Regions from separate parts of the Sus scrofa genome. Here region 2 is linked to region 1. The links are chromatin contacts, called in public Hi-C maps. All regions are on one chromosome and are shown on one strand. Each heading gives the region's core, a stretch centred on a gene start, on an enhancer-like site or on the middle of the called end of the contact. The rest is flanking DNA. Distances are from core to core; before and after follow the strand shown. Region 1 overlaps WIPI1 (WD repeat domain, phosphoinositide interacting 1). Region 2 holds the start of ARSG (arylsulfatase G).

The links. A called contact is a pair of places that touch in the nucleus more often than the background predicts.
Region 2: a Hi-C map of subcutaneous adipose tissue shows a contact between it and region 1, with 2.1 times the contacts expected there. The contact joins the promoter of ARSG here to the enhancer-like site in region 1. A contact is called at or near these places in 19 of 47 Hi-C or Micro-C datasets (alveolar macrophages, blood, brain and 14 more) and 2 of 2 datasets of contacts at active chromatin or transcription factors (alveolar macrophages and skeletal muscle).

What each region holds. Positions count from the first base shown.
Region 1 is chr12:11,736,287-11,738,986 of Sscrofa11.1, reverse strand. WIPI1 (WD repeat domain, phosphoinositide interacting 1) reads right to left here. Exons shown (of 13, transcript NM_001190294.1): 5 at 1,692-1,789; 6 at 963-1,055; 7 at 233-303. Among named protein-coding and RNA genes, the nearest start is that of WIPI1, 22 kb to the right of the region's middle. Within about 2 kb of position 1,381, at least 23 of the 83 cell types and tissues checked have an H3K27ac peak or open chromatin away from gene starts, as enhancers often do. A contact at or near this core is called in alveolar macrophages, retroperitoneal adipose tissue, skeletal muscle and 1 more, where this site is marked.
Region 2 is chr12:11,881,550-11,884,249 of Sscrofa11.1, reverse strand. It overlaps ARSG (arylsulfatase G), which reads left to right and starts at 1,406. Exons shown (of 12, transcript XM_021066718.1): 1 at 1,406-1,538.

The DNA.
Region 1 (2,700 bases), core at 132-2,631:
ATATGCTTAGGGCATGGCCAAAGGGGGGAAAAAAACAAGTCCTCTCCGCTCTCAGGTGTGCTCAGCACTCAGCGGGGCCTCTAGGTCAGTCACCTGAGGAAGCAGAGTTAGACCCCTGCCTGGGGGGTGCGGGGGGACACAGCCACCCTCGGTCCACTCCCCGATGGCTGCCAGCTGTCCCCTGCAGAACCTCTGGGCGTACGTTCAAGCGGGTTTTCCTGGGCAGACAGACCTTTTCATTCCTCTCCGAAACTCATAGAGCTTTTGCCCTTCGGGTACCGAGAACACCCGGATGACAGTGCCCTGGAAGAGAAAGCAGGTGGGCGTTTCGTCCCGTGAATGGCCACACAGATGTGTCCCTTTAGAGAGGAGCCTGTCCTATTGCTTTTGAACATCTGTCTCGGGAGAGGAAGCACCGAGCATTGCGCCCAGAGGTTTTTGGTTTGTGTCTGTGCCACGTAAACCATTCTGGGGCTGTGAATGGAACACCCTCTGTCTCCCTCTCCCTCCCCTAGCCCAAGGTGCTGTGCGTGTTCCTTCAAAGGGCTCTGGCTTCTAGAATATTCAGTCCCTGCTTGTCAAAAATACACCTGTTTTTCAGGCGTCTGAAATTCAGCTCAGTCACCTGCCCCGACTGCTAGTCATGAGATATCCGGCCTGCCTGCTGAACAGCCATGCATTTTGTGTCTACTGTGTCTTTGAAACACAGCACAGCACCTATCCGGACCCGAGCGGGTGTGCATGCACGTGTCTTAAGACCGTGCGGGTTGGTGCAAAGTTTCTCGTATCCTGCACAGCAGAGGCCTGTGGCCTCTTCATGTAACAAATGCACCAATACACCAAACAAACATGCAGGGGCCCACCAGTCCTCGTATCACCTGTCCCCTCCCATCTGCTCTTTGAGGCCACCTGCAGCCCTCCCCTGCCCTGCGGAGAAGCGCCCCAAACACGGGAGCACTCACCTTCTCCGACGCGCTCGCCAGTTTGGAGCCGGCGGCATTGAAGGCGATGGCAGCCAGTGTCCCCTCATGGGCAGCAATGGTGCAGAGTGTTTTCTGTTGGTGAAAAGGCAGATGGAGATTGATGAGGGGAAGAGAGAAAATGTCTTTCCTCCAGGACACCCTCCGCATGTGCTGGGCTCCGCGTCTCTCTTTCCACCAGCTGTATGTCCTTTCCCTGTGTGTCTTGATCCTGCCTCAAGGGCCGCTCCATTTCTGTCCTTTTTCCTGCCCCCGGGAAGATGGAGGGGCAGCCAGGTGCAAGAGTGATGTCGCAGGGGCTCTCTGGATGCATCTTTGGGCGCCTGGCTTCCTGCAGCAAGCCTGCCCCGCTCCGCAAAGCCTCTGAGAGCAGAGGACAGGAAACGTGAAACAGCTGCACTCTGTCGCAGGCCGTGCCACAGCCCAGCATGACACACTCAGCCCGACGACGGGCCCCAGCTGGCACGAGGTTTCCATTCCACCGCAGGTGTCTGGGCCTGGCCCGCTGCCGGGTGGTTATGCTGACTGATGGCGATGAGGGCAAAGAGCACTACCTTCCCCTCCACACCCGACGGCCGCGGCCACTGCGCACTCGCCGGGTGCTGATTCCACCTGCGCGCCTCACCCCACGCGACCCAGCCTGCCCCTCACCTGTCCCGGACCAGGCGGCCAGGCAGGTGGGCTGGGCTGTCGGGCTCGCTGCCAACTTACCAGGGAGTGTCCATCGTACAGCACAATCTCTCCTGTCGTCAGGCTTCCAGGATAGGCCACGTAAGAATTGGAATGGTTGATAGAGAGGGCGCACAGACCTGGCAGAGGGTAAACCGCAGATGAAAAGCCAAGGTCCATCCGGGAGGCCCGGCCTGGAAAGGGCATCTGAAAACGGTACAACTACAGCGCCACCTGCTGGTGAGGGGAGGAACGGCCTCGCAGGCGGTGACAATTCGCTCTAATCCAAAGACTCCAATATAAAGTACGTTCCCAGGGTAAGACCTCCCTGAGTTGACCCTGACCTTGTCCACCCTTCAGCCAAGAATCCAGAATTTAGGATATTTTGCCTACTCCTCTTCACATGGTACCCAAGGGTCCTTAAATAACATCTTCCATTACAAGGAGGGCAATAAACAATTTACTCTTAACTGAAATAAGTGTTCTTACTGTGAGAGGCTGTGTTGTCTTTCTGCAAGTGATTAAATGCCATTTCAGGTGGAAGGGTGGGGAACTTGGGTGGGTGCAGGGGAGGACCTATTTGGAAATTGCCCCTTTCTGAGCCAAATGTCCTGCCCTGATAAGGGAACTGGGCCCCTTCGGAGGTGGAAATTCATGGACGGTTGCACCTGCGGGAAGATGCTGTGCCTGCCATTGGAACAAACTACAGAAAGAGGGCAATTTGGATTTAAGATGCTCAACAATATTCTGGAAGCGTAAACAGCCAACCCACCTATGCCAGTATTATTTATCAGGGGCTTCAAGGCAGGGAGGAGTCTAATAGCCTTTAAGTAAAGGATTTTCATAGCAATGGTTTAGATCAATAGAGATGAATAATGCAGTATTTATATAGTACTGCATTCAAGGAATCGCCAGAACCAAAAGCATTACCAGATCGGGAACTTCAAGATCAGGAAAGAGACATCTTTTTCAATAAATAAGGTGGCTCTATCTTTGTTACAAGTTAGGATGTTAAGTGGATTTCTCTTAAAAGTATAAGAAAAACTTTAGG
Region 2 (2,700 bases), core at 157-2,656, 150 kb before region 1:
TGTGCTTTTCCTGTAGGTTTATTAGGGTTCATTCCAGGTGTTAGGTTTATTTCTACAAAATATCTTCCTCACTCCTTTCCTTTAAGCCTTTACTTGAGATGGAGAGAGCTGTGATGGGGATACCTGTGGGTGTGCTGAGAATCCCCAGTCAGTCTGTGACTATCACCCGGATTTCCATAGCTGGAACGGGTTGAAAACCTCAGACCCGATGGGCTGCCTCTGCCAGGTCCGTGTGTGCTGGCGATCTCAAAGAGCACCTTGTATGGCTGCATGCTGGGCAGACGGCACGTCCCACTTCCCATTTCACCTTGAAGATGAAACTAAAGGTAAATTTTTCAAAACTTTGATACCTAAATTCTTTCACTTATTATTTATGTAATATGATTTAAAGCTCATTTCATTACGGAATCACCAGTTTCCCTTACATTCACTCTCTACAAAATTAAACCTCCTTCAGTCATTTAGAACATGGTGATTGGCCATTAAAACTAATCAGAGTGGACAGTTGGTCATTCTAATACTGAAAAGAGAACCCAGTGCTGTGTGGACTTTGATGGATTCTGTTGGGGTTTTATTTCCTCCTTGGGTAATGTGTTTTTAACTATTCTCGATTCTGTTCAGTTTTTTGTTTTCCTACTGGGTAAGCACAGCTTTAGTCCTATATGTCAGGATGAGTGATAAACCTAAAAGAATTCGGATTTGGTTAAGTGTGTAATTTGGGGTGACAATTATTTGGTCAAGAAATAAGTCCATTTGTACCTACCCTGCACTGAGACCAGGAAAAAAAAAAAAAAAGTCTATTGCAACAAACCATTCACTCCTGTTAAAAGTTGGACAAGCCTTAAGTTTTAGGTAACAGGCATTTTTCTGCAGTCATCACTTAAGCGGCGTGTATAACTAATGATTGCCTTAGGAACATTTCTTAGGGTTAAGGTCAAAAATATAATTCGGTTACTACAATAAATCTTTGTACTTTTGAAAAGTGATTTTTCACTTTCTTTGCTCTGCAAATGCTGAACCCACAGGCATTTGAGAGTAAAGAGAAGAATTTTCCGCTGTCTACACACTATTCTGGAGAGAAAGTGAATTGGAAATGTTCACCTCGGCGCCTAGGAAGGAGGCAGAAACTCTCCTGTCGAGGGAAGGGTTCAGCGTTCCCATCTCAGGCCGCCAACTCAGCAGAGAGGGTTAAACAGACGAACAGGACGACGGTGGCCGTCGTCCCCGGCCCCGCTGGCTCTCCGCGCGCAGCAGGAACTCCGCGACACGACGCTGGTCCATCCTGGGCCCCGCGGGCCGGGCGCCCCCTCGGGGGCGGAGGCAGTGGCGGCGGCGGCGGGCCCTCCCCCTGCAGGAAGCGCGGGCCGGAGCAGGCACCCTCGCCCAGCAGCTTCCGCCCGGGGCTTCCCCGCGCGCCGAGCGGGTGCGCAGCGCGGCCTCCTTGGGCGGCGGGACCCGGACGCAGCGGGGATCCGGCGCCGCGGCCACGTGGGCGGGCGCCAGGCGGGGCGGCGGGAAACCAGCGAGGGCGCAAAGCCGTGAGTGCAATCAGCTCTGGACTAGAGCCGTAGAAGCGTTCTCGTCGCGTGCCGCGTTTGAACCTTCGTCCCTTCCTAGATTCTGACGGGTGATCTAGAGCAGCTCCAGCCACTTGTGTCATTGTGATGCTTCTGGTAGCCTTATCAGCGCCTGCAAAAAGAAGCAGGTGAAAGGAATTTAATCTCTATATACTCCAGTGCACCCCAAATACCACCCACATGATACTCACTATGACATTTATTAAGCTATTTTACGTTCTTGTGTGTGTCAATAACTAAGATGTGGTCTCTCAGCAGGTTTGATGTTTATCACACAGTGGTGTTGTGCGCTAGATCTCCGGGGTTTGTTTACCTACTAGCTGCAAGGTTGGAGCCTTGGCCGCCTTTCCTGCCCCCGCCCCCCAGCCCCTAATCGCCTCATTCCACGCTCCCTCTCTCTCTTTTAACCAGTTGTGCTCACTTAGATTCCACATAGATGTAAAATCAGACAGTATTTGTCTTCTCCACCTTCGCTCACTGTACAGTACTGTTTTCGAACTACGTCTTCAAATTCTGGCCTGCGTTTTACTCGCCAGCACGTCTCTGCTCCCACTGGCTGCATTTCACTGGCTCGAGAGCCCCGCGCGGCTCCTGGCTACGGTATGGGACGTTGCGGCTCTCAGTACCAATTTCCAGTCTGCATGGAAAGATGCGCCTATGACGTTGAATTAATAGGAGCGTGAGGCTTCTAAGAGGAAAAGGTCGGGGGTCCTCGGACGGCGCGTGCCGTGCGTACCTGCATTCAGGCTGCAAAGTTGTGAAGGCTGTAAGAGCGTCTGGATTCAGTATTGATTTGCTTTTGGATCTTGCTGGAACTTTGGGAACTCTCCTCTCTTGCCAAGGGCCTGGTGCGTCCCTTGAACGTGTGTTGTGTTTTCGCTTTTGGAAAGCAGAGTTGAAAAGTGTTAATAATGCGGAAACAAGCCTACAGTAGCTTAGGAAGCGTGAGACCAGATCTCCCTAATTTCAAGTTCTGCTGTGTTTTCACCGCCTTCTGTGACCTCATAAGAAGTAAAATACCACAAGCCAGAGGCCTAACCCATTTTTTTCAGGTTGTTTATAAAAGAGGTTATAAGATTAAACTTTCTTTCAACCACTTTTCTAGTCAAGTGGGGCCATCTGG